4 separate regions of the Mus musculus genome follow, and all the other regions are linked to region 3. A link is a contact called in public promoter capture Hi-C data. All regions are on one chromosome and are shown on one strand. Each heading gives the region's core, a stretch centred on a gene start, on an enhancer-like site or on the middle of the called end of the contact. The rest is flanking DNA. Distances are from core to core; before and after follow the strand shown. Region 1 holds the start of Arl2bp (ADP-ribosylation factor-like 2 binding protein). Region 2 holds the start of Pllp (plasma membrane proteolipid). Region 3 holds the start of Cfap20 (cilia and flagella associated protein 20). Region 4 holds the start of Rspry1 (ring finger and SPRY domain containing 1).

Evidence for each region. Promoter capture Hi-C pulls out the DNA fragments that hold promoters and counts their contacts. Capture Hi-C pulls out chosen DNA fragments and counts their contacts.
Region 1: a contact with region 3 is called in a promoter capture Hi-C map of adipose tissue, with 3 times the contacts expected there. The contact joins the promoter of Arl2bp here to the promoter of Cfap20 in region 3. A contact is called at or near these places in 2 of 115 datasets of contacts at active chromatin or transcription factors (memory CD8 T cells and pancreatic cancer cells) and 2 of 9 other capture datasets (adipose tissue and liver).
Region 2: a promoter capture Hi-C map of liver shows a contact between it and region 3, with 4 times the contacts expected there. The contact joins the promoter of Pllp here to the promoter of Cfap20 in region 3. A contact is called at or near these places in 2 of 39 promoter capture datasets (liver and pre-B cells) and 1 of 115 datasets of contacts at active chromatin or transcription factors (pancreatic cancer cells).
Region 4: a promoter capture Hi-C map of liver shows a contact between it and region 3, with 4 times the contacts expected there. The contact joins the promoter of Rspry1 here to the promoter of Cfap20 in region 3. A contact is called at or near these places in 1 of 39 promoter capture datasets (hippocampal neurons), 1 of 484 Hi-C or Micro-C datasets (CD8 T cells) and 1 of 9 other capture datasets (liver).

The regions. Positions count from the first base shown.
Region 1 is chr8:94,665,187-94,667,886 of GRCm38.p6, reverse strand. It overlaps Arl2bp (ADP-ribosylation factor-like 2 binding protein), which reads right to left and starts at 1,287. Exons shown (of 6, transcript NM_024191.2): 1 at 986-1,287; 2 at 229-290. The coding sequence starts at 1,023.
Region 2 is chr8:94,694,795-94,697,494 of GRCm38.p6, reverse strand. Pllp (plasma membrane proteolipid) reads left to right here and starts at 1,253. Exons shown (of 4, transcript NM_026385.4): 1 at 1,253-1,459. The coding sequence starts at 1,325.
Region 3 is chr8:95,433,493-95,436,222 of GRCm38.p6, reverse strand. Cfap20 (cilia and flagella associated protein 20) reads left to right here and starts at 1,354. Exons shown (of 6, transcript NM_008187.2): 1 at 1,354-1,735. The coding sequence starts at 1,652.
Region 4 is chr8:94,600,660-94,603,359 of GRCm38.p6, reverse strand. It overlaps Rspry1 (ring finger and SPRY domain containing 1), which reads right to left and starts at 1,419. Exons shown (of 15, transcript NM_026274.4): 1 at 930-1,419. It overlaps Psme3ip1 (proteasome activator subunit 3 interacting protein 1), which reads left to right and starts at 1,634. Exons shown (of 8, transcript NM_028221.4): 1 at 1,634-1,863. LOC115486880 reads left to right here and starts at 469. Exons shown (of 2, transcript XM_030243886.1): 1 at 469-547; 2 at 715-1,744. The coding sequence starts at 469. The coding sequence ends at 1,424.

The sequences.
Region 1 (2,700 bases), core at 38-2,537, 770 kb after region 3:
ACCCTCAGAACTCACATGAAGGTGGAAGGAGAGAACCAACTCCACAAAGTTGTCCTCTGAGCTCCACATAGCCATAGTCTCCTGGCAACAACCCCACCCACGATCCATCACATATGTAAATGAATACATTAAAAAATTGTTGTAAAGCAAGGGTCTACTTGATTTAAATCAAGGAATTGACCATAGGAACTAGAGGGGCACAAGTCACTTAGTAGTGTCGAAACTTACCCATAATAATGTCCTCTAAACATCCAACCACAGCATCAAATTCTGCATCAGAGGCGGAGGAGCTGAAAAAACACATCAGGATTAGGTGCCGGTCCAAATAATTATTTTTCGAGCTGAACTTGTGTTTTCTGTGGGTAAGGGCATTGAACCCAAGGCCTTGCACACACCAGGCAATCACAACAAAGCCCACTAGCATTTTTTAAAATGTAAGATTCCCAACGTGCATAAAAATAATAGCAAGATGATCCTCCCATCACTCAGTTTCACCAATCAAGGATTATTGTCTAGTACAGAAATTACAAACACAGGAAAACACTCGTGACGAAAACCGGTATGACAATCACAAAAGCAGCCAACAATTTGGGTAGCTGAGGCTGGTGCGGCACAACTTCATACTTCCGCGTTTATTACCCGCAGGATTTACTCACCGCATCCTGGCTCTTAACGCCACACCTATCTGCTGGTGAATGTGACCGCACGCGGGAGTGGCACCGGCCTAGGGGGTAACTGGTCAGGAGTGGCTTTAGACAGGCGGTGAGGCCGCCGCCAGCCTGGGCAGCTCAAGGCCTCTGGGTTTTTGCTGACGGCCACGATTGAGGCCAGAGGATTGTGATGGAAGCGCTGGTTATCTGTGACATATGCCCGTGGTGGCCACGGGAAGAAAACGCCCCGCTAGAGCGGAGCCTCGACCGGCCAGCCCGCAACCCAGAGGACGTCCGCAGGCCGAGGTCGAGCAGACCCTGGCCGCTTCACTTACAAGGACAGCGCGAAGCTCTCTTCTTCTAGGGCGTCCATCGTAGGGGCGCCGCAGTCACCGGCCCGGGCCCGGGGCCCTGCCGCTTCCTACCGCGCCCGCCGCCGGGCCGGGATCCTCTCTGACCCGCGCGGCCTCAACTGCATCAAGGGCCCGCAGAAGGCCGCACCCACGCCCCGCCCGGCGATCGCGCGAGGACGGGGCTGCGGCTCCTGGCTGGGCCCAGCGCCCGCCGGCCTCTCGCGGGGCTACCCCGCCGGTGTGTTAGGGCAGACGGAGCTCGCAGCCCCGCCTCCTGTCACTATGGTTACCCGCGGTTCCAGCAGCCAATCACAGCCTCAGGTTCCCGGTCTCACGCAGAAGACTGCAAAAAATGGTGGCAGTAGACTTTTTTTTTTTTTTTCTGGATGAAAGAATTGGAGCCAAGAGCCTCGGTTTCTTCATTTTCAATTTAGGAATTGTAAAGATCAGGTAGTTGAAACCGTGTTTTAAGAGCGCTAGAAATAGCCAAATTGCTCGAAAGCCACTCTCATAGTTTGTCCTAGATAATGCAGACGTCTGATTTACTAGAGAGTTACTTCTTGGAAGTATGGAAGGGTCCACGGCATTAAGTGGATGACTTGTAACTTAATTTGTGATCTTCAAATCAAAAGCAGTGCGTTGTGGCATGCGTCTGTAGTCCCAGCACTTGGAAGGTGGAGGTTTAAGGCATTCAAGACCTGCTCAGCTACATAGTGAGTTTGCTGCCAGCTTACTCGCACCAAACCCGTAAACAATTATTAGGCAGTAAGTGGTTCCTTGGGTAATTATGCAGCACAAAAATGTTGACAACCACTGAGAGAGATGTAATCAGAAATTGAATAACTGCTTTGGAGAAAGTCCCCTCTAAAACTGCCACACCATGAAGAAAGGTTTCCTGGGATCGCCCCCCCCCCCCGCCCCCTTTTTAAGCATGCCTCTTTGGTGGTCTGATACCTTTTAGCCAAATGTGTAGTACATAACTAGAAAATTTATGGTATGAATTAGGGTTACGTGGCCAATCTGAATCATTTTGGAATGGACATAAAATGTGTATCCATGGATCTATCTTAACAGCATCAGGAACCAAGATGATTTCAAAGACACTGGAAGATCAGAGTATCCTGGTCAAGCTGAAGACAGGCGTGCTGGTAGGTTTTTTGTCAGCTTGACCTGAGTGACCTGGAAAGAAGTTGATTTTGTGTGTGTCTGTCTTTTTTCATCAAGACAGGGTTTCTCTGTGTTGCCCTGGCTGTCCTGGAACTCACTCTGTAGATCAAGCTGGCCTTGAACTCGAGACTCACCTGCCTCTGCCTTCCAAGCACTTGGATTAAAGGCCATGTGCCATCACCTCCTGGTTTTGAATGTGGATTATTTTAATGACTGAGGGAAGGCCCAGTCCTCTGTGGGTGGTGCCATATCTGGGCAGGTGTAGGATCTATGTAAGGAAGCTCAGCATGCTATGGAGAACAAACCAGTTAACAGCATTTCTTTATCTACTTCAGTTCCTGCCTTCAGGTTCCTATCTCAACTTCCCTCAGTTATGGACTGTTGCATGGAAGTGGAAACAAAATAAACCCTTTCTTCTCACAAATTGGTTTTGATTAGTGTTTTGTCACAGCTCTGATAAGCAAACTAGGACAAGCATCTAAAAATTCTGTTCCATTGAGCACTGGTAAGACAGCTCAGAGCAGACAACT
Region 2 (2,700 bases), core at 4-2,503, 740 kb after region 3:
GAGAGAGAGAGAGAGAGATATCTTGTGCATAGTAAGAGGAGAGTTGATGATACGAGGAGAGGCAGAGCTAGGTAGGGTACCAGAATCCCCTGCCGGCAGGTCATCTGTAATCCCAGCCTGCAAAGACCTGAGGTACGAGGAATGTCAAAAGCATGAAGTCAGTCTGGATTACAGAGCAATCTCCTGTCTCAAGACAAAAAGTGGGCAAAAGTACCCCAGAGGTTGCCTGAGCTCAGGACACCATGACTGTGTCTCCGTGATGATGCCTTTGCATATCTAGCCTCCATCACTGAGAAGAAACTTTTGTTAGGACCTTGAGCTTGTGATAAGTTGTCACAAGGAGCCATAGGATAGTACAGTCACCTACACAGCTTCTGTGACCTGGTCCTTACCCACTGGGGGTCAGTGTCACCCTCATGTGCTCAGCTCCAGTCCCTTTGGGGACCTGCTTTCTATTTCCCCAACTGCCTAGGTTGGTCCTGCCACTGCGCCTTTGCTCCTCACTTAAATCCTCCCAAGGTTTCCTCCTACTCACAGATTCAGGCCTCTGCACAAATGTCACCACTTCTGACAGGTCTTCCTTGACTAATGTGCTCCTTCCTTTTCTGTCAACTTAATACAAGCTATAGCAATCCAAGAGGAGGGAACCTGGATTGAGAAAATGCCTCTATAAGATCGGGCTCTAGGCAAGCCCTGTAGAGAATTTTCTCAGTGATTGATGGAGGAGGGCCCAGTCCATTGTGAGCGGTGCCATCCCTGGGTCCTGGGTTCTATAAGAAAGCAGGCTGAGCAAGCCAGGGGAAGCAAGCCAGTAAGCAGCACCCCTCCATGGCCTCTGCATCGGCTCCTGCCTCCAGGTCTCTGCCCTGCTTGAGTTCCTGTCCTGATTTCCTTCAGTGATGAGCAATGATATGGAAGCATAAGACAAATAAACCCTTTCTTCCCCAATTTGCTTTTGGTCATGGTTTTCTACCACCGTAATAGAGACCCTAAAACAACCATCTAAAAATCTCCTGGTCACTCTGCCTCGCCCTGTTAGATTCAGTCACAGCAGCAGTTGCCACTACCTGGATTTATTTTTTCCTGCCTGGCTGTCTGTAGATCGGTCTACGGACTTCTTCAAAATCTCTATCCAAACAGGCGAACCCAGGGTTAAGGGGCGGGGCCTCAAGAAGGGGCGGGGCCTCGGGCGGAGCGGGGCTGGGCTTCGCGCACCTGTGAGTTCTGTCTAGGGTACCCAAGCAGCGCCAGCAGCCGGAGCCGCAGTCGCAGCCCCGGAGCAGCGCCGGGAGCGCGGCCAGAGCGTCGTAGGCTCGCGATCGCTATGGCGGAGTTCCCGTCGAAAGTGAGCACGAGGACCAGCAGCCCCGCGCAGGGCGTGGGAGCCTCTGTGTCTGCGCTGCGACCGGATCTGGGCTTCGTGCGCTCCGCTCTTGGGGTGCTCGCGCTTCTGCAGCTGGTGAGCCGGGTAGCTCGGGGACTGGATGGGGGACTCTCCGGGGACCCCCGGGACGCTCACTCCCAAGATCGCCGGGAAGCTTGCACCTGGGGACGCTCGTGTGACATCCCTGCGAGCACAGCATGACTCTTGTGGAGGGGACCATACACACCCTACCCGGGTGGTTACCGTGGCGATACCGTAGCTGAGATAGCTGCGCACAACTGTCCGCCAGTCTGTCCCTTCTCTTCTACCCTTCCCCCTTCCCTCTGGGACCGTGCCCTGGCTTTCTCCGCCGGGCAAAGTCCACTGCCCTCCTCTTCACCCGGCTTTAACCACTAAATGCGACCGCTCTGTAGCCCTCCTGGACAGGGCAGAACACCACATCAGTGGCTCTGACACGCGCGCTCCCACCAGGGCACCTACCCAGGGTCTGCTGGTCGAATCTCCTTCCTTGGGCTGTGGAGATTCGCAGAGGCAAGAAACCACGTGTCTGCCATCCCCCGTACTCTGTGCAGGTCCCAGCTGAAGATCCTAGAGTTGCCCGTTCCCATTGGGTGCATTCTGAGATGTCAGCTGTCTTTTCATAGTCCCCTCCTGCGAGGGTCTGGAGGCCTGTGGCTGCCCCTAGGGAACGGTCTCCATTAACTGAGAGGTCCGCTGGTAGAGGAATAGGGTAGCACCGCAGGTGGGCATGCATCTGTTTCTGTCATCATCCCTCCAGTGGGCACCTCGAGCCAGGCTGCCAGGCCGGGCTGGGGAGTCGGGAGGCTTTCCTGGGCCATCTCCACCTAGGGCATACATACTATCTTGGTTTCGAGATTTCTGATCTTCCTTGGTGAGCCTTCGCCCTTCCCCCTTCCCCCTTCCCCCTTCCCCCTCCGTCTCCTCCCTGGGTTTGTTTAAAATTCAGATTCTTGGGCCCCAACCCCGGAAAAAATGTGAAACTGCTCTTTGAATCTCCAAAAGCGCAGCAAGAAATTTGCATTTTAATGTCTTCTCCTGGAGTGGTTTTGGGTACTGTTTGGTTTTGATGAGATCAGGGAGGGTAGCATGAGGCTCTCTTCTGGGACCAATTTAACTCTGCCGCGCAGACACTGCCGACCCTGGAGTGTTGGGCTCTTGGTGATTGCCTTGTTTGTTTTATTTATTTTGTTTGATTCAATTTGTTTCTGTTTTTTTGAGACAAGAGTCGCATATAGCCCAGATTGGTCTTGAATTCCCTCTTAGCCACAGCTGGCTTCCAATTCCTTGTGTAGCGG
Region 3 (2,730 bases), core at 105-2,604:
CCTGAGGATTTTGTTTAAGATTTCTATTTATTTATGTTTTGTTTCTGAGTTCTCTATCTGTATGTACACCTTCAGGCCAGAAGAGGGCATCAGTTCCCATTACAGATGGTTGTGAGCCACCATGGGGTTGCTGGGAATTGAACTCAGGATCTTTGGATGAGCAACCAGTGCTCTTAACAGCGGAGCCATCTCTCCAGCCCCGAGGATATTTTGAACAACTTAAAAACAATCAAGCTATAAATTATTCACTTGGCTTAGAGTACATAAAGAATTCCCAGATATCATGCAAAAATTAATTCCATATAACAAGTTTCATTTTTATATAGTAATAGATTCACATAGTTTTCACGATATCTAGAAATTCTGGCTGGAGTACTCAAAGCTTTGGTGTGAGGGTAGAGTGAGTTAATACAGGGTAAGGCATCACATATACCCGTCACATAGTAAATGTGTAAACTTTGCAACTATGATCGTTAAAATTGCTAAAGTGATCGTCTGTGCTTCAAACTCTTTTCTGTGCGCCAGAACACAGGCCTGGGTGGAACACCATTTAGGAAGACGCTCAGCGACTGGTGGAAGTCTTCCACACTTGAGATTTCCTTCTACTTGAAATACACAGCGTATGTCTTTCCTACAATATTCCAGAAATTGACACACTTTTTTTAAAAAAATCAGCTGTCGGTTCAACTCAACTATTCCACTTTTAAGATTTTATTAATTTTTGTTTATATCTTAATATTCCGGCTTTCTTCTTTTCGAATCAATGCATTTAAAGAGATACGCTTTCCCCCAGAGTATTGCTTTTACAGCAGCTCATTCACTGTAACTTGATAATTAAAGGTGATGATGTAAATTGGGCAATCAATACTGGTTCATTAGCTCACACGTTCTCCTGGGCCAACCAATATTTGTTTTTTGCGACAGGGTGTCTCTGAGTCCTGGCTGTCCTGGAGCTCGATATGTAGACCTCAAATTCAGAGATCTTTCTACCTCTGCTGGGATTTAATCCGGTACTAGGATTAAAATCTGGAGTCAACACACCCAGGGATAATATTTATCTGTCGTTGGCACAAAGCCACCTTCCTCACTCTTCCCGCCCTTCGGGGGAGGGGTCTGGCATGACTCCACCCCTCCACGCGCCTCCCGGTTCCCATGACACCACGCAGGCACTGTAAACACGTGAGGTAAACTTAAAGTCTCCTTCCGCTGTTCTAAACCAAGTCTGGGCCCCGGCGGGGAGGGGCGGGGAATAGTCCCTTGGCAACCAAGTTCCGCGCCCGAGGGGGCAGGAAGGGGCGGGCCTAAGGGCGGAAGGAACCGGAAACCGTTCTTTCTGCGGCAGGACTGGGCAATGCGCCTCCGAGGGGCGGGCCCAAGCGTGCGGAGGGATCCGTGGCGGGCCGAGGCGGCGCTCCGCCTCCTCTCCGGCAGGCTCGGCGGCGCGGGCGGCAGTTGCTGTGGTTTCGGTGCTGAGGTGGCTCGGTGCTCACCGAGGCTTACGGATCTGCGTCACGCCGCCGCTTCCCGCCGTCAGTGGCTGCAGCTCTCAGCGTCCTACCTTCGGACCGGCGGCACCCGCTCTCTTTCGCCGCTCGGTGCCGATCTCCAATCCCGGGCCTAGGGCGGCGGCTGCGGGGCCGCGGCTGGCGAGATGTTCAAGAACACGTTCCAGAGTGGCTTCCTTTCCATCCTCTACAGCATCGGCAGCAAGCCCCTGCAGATCTGGGACAAAAAGGTGAGCGGTGGGGGCGGGACGGGGGTGGGGCCGACTAGCCGCCCACGTGATGGAGTGGCTACCGAGCCTTGACGTCCCGGTCAGTAGAATGGGGGCAGAGTGCCCACAGCCTAGCTTGAAACGCATAGCACTTTGAAGAAAGACATGCATGTGTTCGCTGGTGCCAAGCACTGTTGCTGCACTCCATACGGAGGGCCTTTTCCCCGGACATCCTGAGCACCGGCCAAGCCAGACTTGTTCTGATCCCATTCATTAGCTCCATCCGTCGACAGCCAAACCTTTGGAACTTGCTGCGAGCCCTCTGTAACTTAGAGTCCGTACTATTCTTCCTGTACTGGCCTTCTCCATTGGGAAACCTGCAAAAAGGTGATTGTTAGGGGCTTCTCGAGAGCCAGTATCAAGCCTCTGTATTTTTATCCAGCCGTCCTCTAGAATGGATGGTGTTTTTGCTTGCCACATGAGATGGTGGCCTTCCCTGTTCACTTTTGGAGATATTAAGATCTAGATGAAATGCCTTGCCGTTTCTTTTCTCATGAAGATTCCTGGGGCAGTGAGCTGGACCGTTTTTTTGTTTTGTTTTGTTTTTGAATATAAAGTGGTCACTCTAATGTGGAAGCCAGGTGATTTAGGGAATATCTTTAGTTCTGCCCTCGGCTGGGGAAGATGGAGAGAGGTGATATGCCTAGTGTGGTGTTCATAGAGATGTATATAGAATGGGTGGAGTAAGTCAAGATTATTCGTAGTAGGACTAGAACAATGTCTTTCCTAATTCACAGAGAAGGGCTTTGAGACACACAGTGGTTGACAGAGTACCTGCATTGCCTTCTGTTTGTCACTGCTAGGCAGTCGTGTGTTCTGAGGACAGCTTTGAGAGAAACCTGTTGGGAGTGTCTTGTCATTTGGCTAAGACAGTTGAGAGTTCCTCAAGATCTGGCCTTTGGTATGTAAGCAGTCTGACCAACTCTTTCAGATCCATAGCTAGAGTTATGTCAAGA
Region 4 (2,700 bases), core at 170-2,669, 830 kb after region 3:
GTGATACATGGTTCTCAGAGCTCTATAGGTAATCAAGACCAGTATTTATGCTAGTCTCTTACATCAACAATTTTCCAGATTAGAAAACACATTGTTCCTCAACAACAATACATTACACTACCTTACTTCCACACACACAGCGTTGATTATTTTACAGAAGAAACTCTAAGATGTCAAGTCACTTCAACTAAGGAAGGACAAGCAGATGGGTTAAGTGAGGAGCCTGGGAGACTGCACGACTCTACTCAGACGGTAACAGACACTGCCAACTTTAAAAAAGTTCAAAGTACATCACTCCAGGGGACGAAACCTTACTCGGACATCTGCGCAAGACAGAATCTCAAGAGTTTCAGCCCAGTAGCTCTAACTAGGTCTCCCTCTGTAAGAACAGGGAAAGTGAGGCAGACAGCGGGCCCGGCAGGAAGTAATGCCAAATTTGGAGGCTCGCTTGGGGGTGCTGCTGGTGGGATGACTCCCCTGTCCCACTCTGGCGCGAAGGCCAGAGGCAGCAGAATCCTTACTCTGGGACACCTAGTCAGACTCCAGAGTGAGGGAAGAACCCCGACTATCCCCGTTTCCGCTTACCATCCCGATCTAGGGCTTTCCAACGGAAAGGACTGCCCTCCCCAAGGGTTTTTTACTTAATATTTAGCTCAGGCCTGGAGAGTAGGAGAATCCGCTAGGTCTGGCTCCCGCCTCCAGCCTCTCTCTAAGGCGAAGAACTCTCCCCAGCCTCGCTTCACGTCGAACTCTCCACCCCAAGGCAACACCAGACCATCCCAGGGGAAGTCGGCTTCCCACTGCAACGCAAAACTCCCCAGAAGGAATCCCTGCCCACGACGTGCGCCCCTCGGCCCCTTCGGTTCCGAGGAGCCCGAACGAGGGTCTCTCCGCGTCCGGAGCCTCCCCAGGAGGTACCTGCTTCTCACCTTAGCCAGTCTCCTCGGGAGGGTGACCCCAGGACCTCCTTCAGTCAAGATCCCCTAAAGGGGAACACCCTCTTCCAGGAACCGCTTTCAGGCGCCTCCAGCGCGGGCCTCGGAGGAGAGTGTGCCGGCTGCTTCCCAGGCTCTGACCAACGCCACCCTCTCCAAGACCCCTGCCCGGAGACGGCCACGGCCCCAGTCCAGTCTCTCCGACCCAGGCTTCAGCGGCTGTCCCCTTCCTTCACAGGCGTCGCTAGCCCTCAAGCTCCCTCCCCGGCCACGTCCCCAAGGGGCTTCCCAGAGCAGCGCGGTCGGGCTGTGGCACTGACTTGCACTAGCTCCTGGGCCCACCGGAGGGAGGGGACAGCGACAGCGGCGCGACTCCTTTGTGACAGGTCCAAGAGAGCGGTAAAGATGGACGCGGGGACACGGCACTGCCATTACGCGCAGGGGCCCACCCCCGCTTCACACCGCCCGGGCCCTCCCTCAGTCCCCTAGGAAACGCCCCTTCCTCAGTGGCAAGCCCTCTCTCTCAGACAGCCAATCATCAGTCAAGATTTGTGTCACGTGATCTCGCGGGTCGGCCCGCCAGCCTGGAATGAACCAGCTAATCCCCTTGCCGAAGGGCGAACGACCCAATCAGATCGCTCCATACGGTCTTGGAGCACCGGATTTCCACGAGGCGCTCGGGGAGGGAGAGAGCTGTTGATTGGACTATGCCGCCGGAAGCGGGGTGGAAATGTGTTGTGGCTGTAAGGAACAGGAAGCCCCGAAGGGTCAAAAGGAATACAATAGCGAAGTGTGTTTTCTTCCTTTAAGCCGTCGTTCTTTTCTTGGTTTCTTTTCTAGTTTTTTAAGAGCGAGAGTGGCCTTGGCGGCGACGGTTTACGGTAGGCGCCGCGGAGGTGAGGGCGGCTCGCCTCCCGCGCTCTCGTAGGTGAGTGCGGCCTGGGTCCGCGCCGGGAGGCGAAACCAGGCTTCTCGGCCGTGGAGAGGGTGAACTCCAAGCCAGAGTTAGGATTAGAGCCCAGGTTTGTCTCCAGCCCGCGGTCCTTTCTAGTGCGGTGTCCTGAGTCGCCCGGCTTGGGAGTTTGCGGTGCCCACTCCGGAGCGGAGCCGCGGGAGTCTGCGGGACGGCGTGGCGGTCGTGGTGGGAGGTTCCGACTCTTTCTTACGCGCCCGAGCTGCCGGGCCCCTTGTCTTCTTTCAGCACTTTGCGGTTAGCTGGAGCCATCAGGCCTAAAGTGAGCTGCTGCCTCGGTTCCATTCGGAGCAGCTCCTCGCTCCTTAGAAAACGTGGAATGCCGACTTGAGCATCGTTGAATCCCGAAGTGTGTAGTTGCAGGATGGGTACATAATAAATTTCCCCGTTGCAGCGCCTCGCTCATTCTCTTCTAGTAGGAAACAAGGCTGTGTGCTTATTTTATTAGAACACAACCGGTCGTTGAAATGTCTTCTTTGAGAGTTGGTGCCCTTGGAATGCCAGTCCACGCAGAGGGAAAGGGAGAACTATTGGTCATGGAAATGGCTTCTTGGGGGAACACAAGGTCTGTGGCCCTTGGTTTTAAAATGCAAACCCTGTGCTGCACCCTTGGGTCAGTCTGATTGTTTAAGTCTAGAGTGGACCCCACAAAGTCTAATATGAACCTCTGTAGGATTTGCAGCGACTTGTCAACCTGTGTAGCAAGTTTCGTTGGTTAAGTGAATTGATTTATTGAAGTGTCCCCAGAGACATCATAAAAATGGTTTGGAGGAGCTCCGTGTAGTGGCTTGT